2 separate regions of the Zea mays genome follow, and region 1 is linked to region 2. A link is a contact called in public Hi-C data. All regions are on one chromosome and are shown on one strand. The core of a region is the stretch at or near the end of the contact, and the rest is flanking DNA. Distances in the headings are between cores, read along the strand shown. Region 1 has its middle 64 kb from the start of LOC103655445. Region 2 holds the start of LOC100283091.

Region 1 (4,543 bases), core at 1,622-4,121, 420 kb after region 2:
GAGGAGGATTAAATTAATGTTTCGTATCCGATGTATGGTCGAATTAATATTACAGAGAATGAATCTTGTATTTCTAACGTCTAGCCGATAGGTGTTGTTAGTATTGCGTATGACAGATTTCATTTGTTTGTATGGAGTCGATATCCTGTCATATCAGACATCACATTCTCTAGATTTATTAATAGATTTAAATTCCTTAGACCACTAAGTTTAGAATTTAATTAATTAACTGATAAGTTGTGTTTAGGCTAATCGTGTTAAATGTGTATAGTTTGTTGTTTCGTGATGTTTGTGTTAGATTCGGTTAATCTAGAGAAGTGTAATCATTACGCTTAGTCGTATGTCGATAACTAGTGTTTTCGTATGAAATAGTGCAACGCCTCGCTGCTAGGTGTTTAATTCGCGGATATGTAGTAATATTTAGTCTCATACTATTCTTGTTTATATGCATTCATGTGCATTATGCAAATCATTTAGGTACGTTTGTTGACTACGTGATGCGGAGAACCAAAGCCAAGTCGACCCAAGGTGTCGTAAAGCACGACCTACTTCGAACAGTGATGCTGATGGACGAACCTAAAGATGGATAATCTGACGAATGCCAAGGCTAAAGATGGTCGCCAAGTGGACGTCACCTAACAAACAATAACCTAGTGTTCTTCCAGGTAAGCCCCAGTGCATGCAACCCCTTTCCTTGTGTTTTTAAATGATTTTTACACACTTTAAGTCTAGCAAAATGTGCATTAGGTTTATAGGAGTTGCTTGGAAACCTTTGATGCATTGCCTACCTTGATATCCATACCTTTATAGATACTTCTGATGAAGTATCAAAATATGATTTACAAAAATGCTTAGCTCTGCTTAGATCTTGTGGATAGAAGTTGTCTTTTGCAATAAGGCCTAGCTCAGGGGTTATCCTAAGGAAAGATGGCTTCTACCTGCAAGAATATTTTTCGTGGTGGGATCTTAATGCAAAGTTCCCTAGAGTACTCTCTTCATCCTAAGGAACTCATGGTTGAGTTGGAATCGGGACAATTATGCTTCTTTGGCCTACAATGATGAAATTACTGTTCTGCAATTACACATTACGCCAAACTAAATTTGGCATGGTATGAAGGTAAGATTGGTATTACTACAGTCGATTCACACATTATTCCAGACTCTGCAGGAACCATGGTGATGTTTGGCTCACCGAAATATAATGTAAATATATTACATGGGGTAATGGATACCGATACTTTTGTTTGGTTGAGCTCTTTTTTGTAATAGTAGGTACTACTGTCCAATCCAATTATATCTAATAACCATTACCGCCGGTAAGAGATCCCATTACCATTCCCTTAACAATGTCTGAGCCGAACAGCACCCATATTTCCCTCACAATGATACAGGTTTCCTTCTACACCGTAAATATGTGAAACTGACTAACCTCTGAACATTTACAGACCATTTTTAAGACTCATATGTACATAAATCTTCGAACAAGAGTAGATGGGTAATTAGCACCGCAGAGAAGTCATAATATTTAATCAAAATAACTGGATATGTGAGATTATATAATGATTATGCTACGCATTAATGAAAATTAATACAACATGATAAGTAAATCAGTGTGGGTACAGAGTAAAGTCTCGCAGCAGTCTCAAACTAGGCTCTTGACATAAACTTTAAATGCGCTAGAGCTAGTAGTTAGTTAGCTAAAGAATTGATAGTGAAATTAGCTAGCTAACTATTAACTAGTTTGCTAAAAGCAGTTAAAACCTGAACTACTGAATTATTAGGTAGATCGTTTGGATGCCTTTAGCTAATTTTAGCAGCTAACTATTAGCTTTAGTGTATTTAAACATGGTCTTAGTGGCACCTACGTGGTAGCCAGTCATGAGGCCTGCCATTTGGATAAGACAACCTATCTTATGCACATGGGTATGGCTGTGCACATATGCACATCTTCAATCCCATCCCTTCAATCAAGATCCAATGGCTGCTGTCGGTTTAACACTTTAATCCTCCCGCTGCTTTACGTGTGATACGAATTCTTTTTGCAAAACCCCCTTCTCCTTCCCCAAACAGCCGCACGCATGGGACTTTTTGTCTTCTCGTAGAAGCCTCACGATTGGGCCTACCGCCTACGCCGACGCTTTGCAGGTGCCCTCGCGGAACATCGTTGCCGCCGCCGTCGAGGCATACATCCGTCATCGTCACATGCTAGGGCTAACACCCATGTCGTCTATGTCTACAGGTGCCCTCGCCGAATGTCGTTGCTGTCGCAGCCGCCACCTGCTGGTCACCACGTTCAAGGACTGCTGCAACATGGCAGCGCTGCCACCAGCATGCTCCAGCTGTGGTGGTTTGACGGAGCTTCTCAACGCCATGGACGCGCAATGGGTAGCCGGCCCTAGCAGCAGCGTGGACGCTATAGACTCTGTTCTCTTTCAACCCACTGCTTTTGTTGCAACCGGTGCACACATGCAACCTGGCCTTCTCGTTCATGGTCCTGTTAAAGCTTCGCATCATGTTGATTCTTGTGAAGAATTCAATACACCTAAAAATATCCAATCAGTTTAACATCGATGACCATTTTTTTGTCCCTCGTTCAATCAATTCAACATTCATACACAATTGTCTTGCTCCAGGTTTGAATCAAAATTCATCTTATGACCTTGAACTCCAGATTTGAATCCAAATTTAGGTTACAGAAACTGAAGCTGGGCAGCTGGCCGAGGTGCTGCGCCAGTCTGGACCTCTAGACAATGGCGACATCGGTGGGGAACCGACATTCAGCGAGTTCTTTGGCGGAAGTCGGCAAGAACGGAGGCGTTGACTGGGTGCGGTGCAAGGACCATGTCAGCTGTCGGGTTCCAGAAGTCTCGTGCAGCTGTTTGGAGGAAGGGATGGAGAAAGGGGGCTTTGCAAAAAAGGATTCTTATCACAGAGGAAGCCACAGGAGGGTTAAAATGTTAAAACGACAGTAGCCACTGGATCTTGATTGAAGGGATGGGATTAAAGATGTGCATACGTGCACAGCCATACCCATATGCATAAGATACGTTGCCTTTGGAGAACTGGTCTCAGCACAATATGCAGCCTGTCAATAACCCTTATCTCTATACAATATCGATATCACAATAAAATTAAATGTTATAAATGCCTAATTAAGTCCTCATCGTCATCCAGAAGTTCAATGATAGATTAAGGCAAGTGAGCCAAATGATGCTGAGGAGTGAGTGAAGCACATATTGAGACTTCAGCCATGCTAGCTCGCAGTTGCAAGTCTGTAGGACAGACAAGTAGAGTTTCTACTTGGAGCCTCAACGTGTGGTGTCATCCTTAACATCTGTAATAATCTTGAGAAGGTCAACTGGAGTTGCAGCAGGGTCCAGCTCATGGCAACCTTTTGGAGCATTATTTCTTTCCTCACCAGTGAGCAGGCAAGAAGGAACCCGATGAGAGAAGCGGAAAAGCTCTTCCTTCGGTATTCTTCTGACCACACTGGAGCCCGTGAGCCTGTGGAAAACTGCCCTGAAACCAGCTACCTTCAACAATGGGACAACAGTCACACCTTGCTCTTCAGTGAAATCATCGATCACTTCTACTATCTCATATTTATATATCACATCATCTGGTGTAAGTTCATTCCAATCAGGAGACCAGTTCCGGTACACAGCCCATGTATCGCCTTTTTGGGGAATAATCCTGATAATTCCCCGAGGACCTTTACTCCAGCAAACTCTGTGGGAAAAGATGTTGACTGTTTCAGTAATCTGGTATCTTCCAATCCTAAAATCACCACATGTCTTCGTAAAACCTGATGCGATCCAATTTATTGGTGCCAGTTCATTGTTGGACTTAGAATTGAGGAAGCTCATTCGTATCCTGAAAGGTTTCATTGAAATAGCTTTCTGTACCATTGCATATAGGCGAGGCATACCATCTTCACTATCATATGTAGCCCAGATCTGGTCATTGCCAAAGGCTCTTTCTGTTCGATCTTTATCAAAATCATGGAAATCTGGGTCAGGGACATCAATGGACATAGGTACACGCATCTGTTCTGGATTCATTACATCAGTCACAGGGATCTCGGTATCTGCATCTTTTGAAATGCATTTCTTGCATTTATTGGTTGGATTGTCAGAGAGAATGCCATTAGCCTTAATATTGTTTTGAATATGCTTCTCTCTTCTATCTGATTTCCTTTTCTCGACAAACTGGCTAGATGTCAAAATATTCCAGACTTGTAGTTTTTCACGAACTTCTGCTTTGGCTTTCTCAAGAAGAAGACCACGGGTGTCAAGTTGGAAGATCTCCCTCAAGACATTAGCTTTTCTTGCATTCACTGCAGACCTGAACTTCTCCCCTGATGTACCATTAAATCTTCCTCCATCGGCAATCCCAGACATACCTGCAGTTGCAGCCAGATTCTGACCATTAACTTCCACAGATGCACAGCCATTACTGAAATTCTGCCTCCTTTTTGAATGTCGTCCACGCCCTGATGGATACTCATTGCTCTTGCCACTTGAAATATAATTGTATATGTAGT
Region 2 (4,807 bases), core at 607-3,106:
GACGCTGCTGGATCCTCTATATATAGAGTTTCTCTAAACGGTTCTCTATCTATTTGAATACTTTAAACAACCGGTTTAGTAAAACTAAAATATGTACAATACATTTAAGAGTATGACAAATACGTATGTATAAAAATTAAAAAATGTCTTTAATATAGGTATTTACATATAGAGGACGTTGTTGAAGAGAAAGTAGATATATGAGATAGAATGTTTTAGAGAATACTGTAAAGGACGGATATAGAGGATGTATATAGAGGACGTTGCTGGAGACAGTCTAAGGTATGAAACATTTGGACAGCTTTAACATGGACTGCTTTCAGTAAACTAGCAAACGACAAAAACATAAGGTATGCAAGCTCCATTGAACAGATACTAAAACTAGCAGTGCCAAATCTTCTAGTCTACTGTCAAAAGACAAAAATAAAGCAAAACAGCTCTACACTGAACAGCTACTATTTCAAACATGGACTACATGAAATCTGTGGGTAAAACAAAGTCCCAATTCTACAACAGTGCAATTTGCTAATAGCACTATTATCTCACCGCAGATAGGTCGCACCTGCTGAACTCAAAAGTTACCTGGCCTGTGCTCTCAAGGCGGCCCTTGTAAACACGTCCAAAACCTCCCTCTCCCAGGAAGCACTCGGGCCTGAAGTTCCTGGTGGCGGTAGCAAGCTCACGGAAGGTGAAAGTTTGCGCTGAGATGGCATTGCCATTGGCATCCTTTGGCACCAAAGCCTCTTTGGTGAGCCCATTGCTCTTTACTCTTGCTTTCTCAGCCGCTGCACACATAGACAAGTACAAGAGGTAGATTCAGTAAGCTCATCAGCAGTCCGACTCAGACAAAAGAGAATCACTATTCAAAATAGCATGTCCTGGTTGCATCAGTCCACGAGTTTATCACCCCACAACCTTTACATCTCTCCGAGGCCTAAGGTAGTAAATGAACCTAATTTGCAATAACTAACAATAGAAAGTTCCTACTTCTTTTCCCTTTACCTATCGAGAACCTGACGCTAATTCAACACGCAAAGATGGCCACAAGCTACACGGAGCACTACTAAATCAGATCAGGCAGGCCCGGTGCGGTTGAACCACCACGCGGGAGATCAACCACCTTGCCGGGATCCAGTCCACCCACCCACCCCAAACCGTGGAACACGTAGCTCAGCGCGGAGCACGTCGCGCACCTGCTGAGAGCTTCTCGACGCGCGGAGCCGCCATGGGCGCCTGCTGCAGGTCCGGGTACCCCCTGTCCCCGTGCCGGCCGATGCTGACGCCGGCGCCTGTGCCGTTTCCGTACGCCGCGACGGCAGAGGACGTGCCGCCGTACCCACCGGCGCCACCGAATTTGGGGTTAAGCTGCTCATCTGCCGGGGAGTCGAAGCACGGGAAGCAGCCCATCGCCGGCCAGGAAGAAACACCAGGTCGCCGCGCTACTTAAAGGTGCAACATTCCTTTCGCTTCCGCCTTCCTGCTTTGCCGCCGGAAACTCTGATTGCGCCGGGACGTGGAGGTGGATGGAATGGGATCTTTTCCGGCGAGGGGATCGAGGGAAGGGAGGACGGGGGAAAGCGAAGGGGAGGAGAAGGGAAGGAAAGGTGCGTTTTTTATTTGGTTTTTGGAGCGGAAGCGAAGGTAGCGAACAGGAATTCAGGGAAGGTGGACTCGGGCACTGGGCTCGGCTGGCCCTCGAGTGTATTCGCGGCGCGGGGAGGGGCAAGGCAGCCGTCCAACACGCGGTTTTGCCCGTGTTCAGACTGGGGTGCGGGATACGTACTTCACTTTGTTAACCATTTTTTATGGGGCGGGACAAGGAGGGTGTTTGTTATAATCTGTCTAGATTACCTAATTTAATAAATTTTGAATTAAGTATTAGTTTAAAATTTATTGGATTATATAATCTAGGTATGTTATAATCTTAAATCAACACTCTAAAATATATGTATGGTCATTTCGGCTCAACTTGTTTCAATTTTGTCACAAGCTAAACTAACATCTAAGCTCAATTTATTAATGAACCGAGATCAAACCAGATCATTAGCTCGATTGGGCTACATTTGTCAAGAAAACAAAGTCTTCACTTATGTTGAATGAACTAGTACATAATAAATTATGTTAATTTGGTGTTGGATTTGTTTGGGACTTGTTTTCAAATGCTATGAATTAAGAACAAGACAACCCAGAATGTTAAATGTTAATGTCCTTCGTCCTTCGAAACATTATCTCATTTAGGATATAATGATTTTCAGACGAAGGTCATGAAGGGCATACTTTCATCATCGTAGTATGTGTTAATAAGTGAAGAAGTATATGAAACATAAAAGACAACATGAACGATCACATAACATTATCAATTCATCCTCATTATATTTGTTGGGGGCTTCGTCCTCCGAAGGTCCTCAAAAACGTGATTTAACAATATCTTTCAAGTGTGACATATGAATAGGTACCTTCGGACTCGGGCTAAAAGCATGAACGATGTAAAGAACATGATCGTGACGAAGGTTGGAATTGCTCCGAAGCTACACGCAAGGGAGCTTCGGCTAAATGGCGGAAAAAGGAACCGACTTAAAGGGGAAAAGGCTATCTAGTCCTTATAGAATTGTATATAAGTCAATAATAAGTGTAAAGGGCATGTATGTAATTTCTCACAGGCCGCGTCCTGTGCCTATAATAGATGAACAGTACCCCCGTACTGTTCACGCTGACCTGTACTTGCTCGTGCGTCACGCTTGTACTTTTACCTTCTGTCAAGTCGAAGGTACATATGTCATTCAATATTGTCTTTACTTTTTCATGATAATATAATGAGATGAGAATGAATTGATAATGTTATATAATCGTTTATGTTGTCTCTTATATTTCATATGCTTCTCCTTTTATTAACATATATCGCGATGATGAAGGTATATCCTTCATGACCTTCATCTGAAGATCATTATATCCTAAGAGAAATAATGCTTCGAAGGACGAAGGACATTAACTTTTAACATTTTATGTTGCCTTGTTCTTAACTCATAGCATTTGAGAACAAGTCCCCAACATTGGCGCCCACCTCCGGTGAACCCTTTTCGACCACCTTCGACAAGCACTGACCTTCGTCATGCCACCAAAGAAAGCTTCAGCGCCAGGGGCTGCTGCGCTGCAACCACTGGACCCAAACCAGAAAACTCTTTCTCTTCGAGAGGCTCGAAGCCAGAAGAGGAAAGCCACCAGTCCAACACTCCAGGAGGAGGAGTTGGACCAAGAGATCAGGGACATGGAGATCATCCATCAGCAAGGACAAAGAAAGAAGGAGAAGATGGTGCGACTTGCTGATCTTCAAAGGAAGATCGACGAAGCCACAGAAGAAGTGTGTCATCTTGTTCAAGATGGACAAGATCGAAGGATCCAACACAGGGAGCTTCGTCAAGAAGGCTTATTCAACGAGAATGGATGGTATGATGATTTTAATCATGATGTCTTTACTTTTGATGATGCTTCTCCCTTGGCAGCAGAACTGCAGGCTACCCCATGGCCCCCATCATACAAGCCACCTCAGCTCCCCATGTATGATGGGCACTCAGATCCAAAGCAGTTTCTGATGAGCTACGAAGCAACTATATCTTCGTATGGGGGCAATACTGCAGTCATGACGAAGTCCTTCATCATGGAAGTCTGGAATGTAGCCCAAACATGGTATTCTTCTCTTCGGCCAGGGACTATCACGGCGTGGCAGAAGCTTAAGGACATGTTGGTTACCAGCTTCCAAGGCTTTCAAACGAAGCCGGTCACAGCTCAAGCTCTGTTCCAATGCACGCAGGACCATGAAGAATATGTACGAAGGTTCTTACGACTGAGGGCACAAGCGCCTACAGTGCCCAATGAGATTGTCATTGAGGCCATGATTAAGGGCCTTCGGCCAGGACCTACGGCTCAGTACTTCGCCAGGAAGCCCCCGCAAACTCTGGAGAAGCTGCTTCAGAAGATGGATGAGTACATCCGAGCTGACAACGACTTCCGCCAAAGAAGGCAGGAAGCTTACAGATTCTCTGAAATGACCAGGGGCTTCGGAGGAAGAATCCATCTGACGCACGTTAGGTCAATCCATAACTCCACTCAAAGTGACGACAAAGGAAGTCAGTCTTAGAGGTCACAATATACCTCACAATCTTCGGGGCAACAGCAAAGCTCTTTCAGGCCGCCAGCTCCAAGGGGCAGAGGCGCCAGGGGCTTTAGAGGAAGATTTGGGGATCAACCTAGAAAGATTTACCGCTTATTCTATGGTGAGAACAAGGGTCATACTACAAGAATGTGTCATGTCACCATTCAGAAGCAAAAGGAAATAGCAGAAGCCGAAGCTCGGTAGAACCAGCCGAAGCAGGTCTTGCACACTACTTCGTGTCACTCTCCTTACATACCAGAGTATGTGAACAATCATCATGCAGCTTCTGTCTCTTCGGCTAGCCATTCACAGGCTTCCTGGCCGCAACTCCCGCCTCCGCCACCACTACAATCGACATATTCCCGAAGCCAGCAGCCAGAAGGGCGCCAGCACTCTCAACAGCAACGGGAATTCAAGGAGGAATCCGAAGCTCGCACAGTCAACAGTACTGTGCCAGAATCAAAGCACATATATTGAGAGATATCCTACCTCTGAAATATTTTTACGTTCATTGTCATTTTGTTTTTAATAAGGAACAATCAGTGTAAACCTAGTTTTAATTTCTTGTAATAGCTTCGCTCCTGTCAGAATGAAATATGTCTTCTTCACAGACTTACGAAGCTCAAAAATTGTTGAAGCTCAAAAGACGTTACTAAG

The links. Hi-C and Micro-C count contacts between places; a contact is called where the count stands out from the background.
Region 1: a contact with region 2 is called in a Hi-C map of tassel, with 8 times the contacts expected there. The contact joins the enhancer-like site here to the promoter of LOC100283091 in region 2. A contact is called at or near these places in 4 of 25 Hi-C or Micro-C datasets (bundle sheath, ear, leaf and 1 more).

What each region holds. Positions count from the first base shown.
Region 1 is chr4:100,513,735-100,518,277 of Zm-B73-REFERENCE-NAM-5.0, forward strand. It overlaps the pseudogene LOC103653574. Among protein-coding and RNA genes, the nearest start is that of LOC103655445, 64 kb to the right of the region's middle. Within about 2 kb of position 2,872, at least 16 of the 20 cell types and tissues checked have an H3K27ac peak or open chromatin away from gene starts, as enhancers often do. A contact at or near this core is called in bundle sheath, leaf and tassel, where this site is marked.
Region 2 is chr4:100,095,476-100,100,282 of Zm-B73-REFERENCE-NAM-5.0, forward strand. It overlaps LOC100283091, which reads right to left and starts at 1,857. Exons shown (of 5, transcript NM_001412293.1): 1 at 1,194-1,857; 2 at 547-785. The coding sequence starts at 1,407.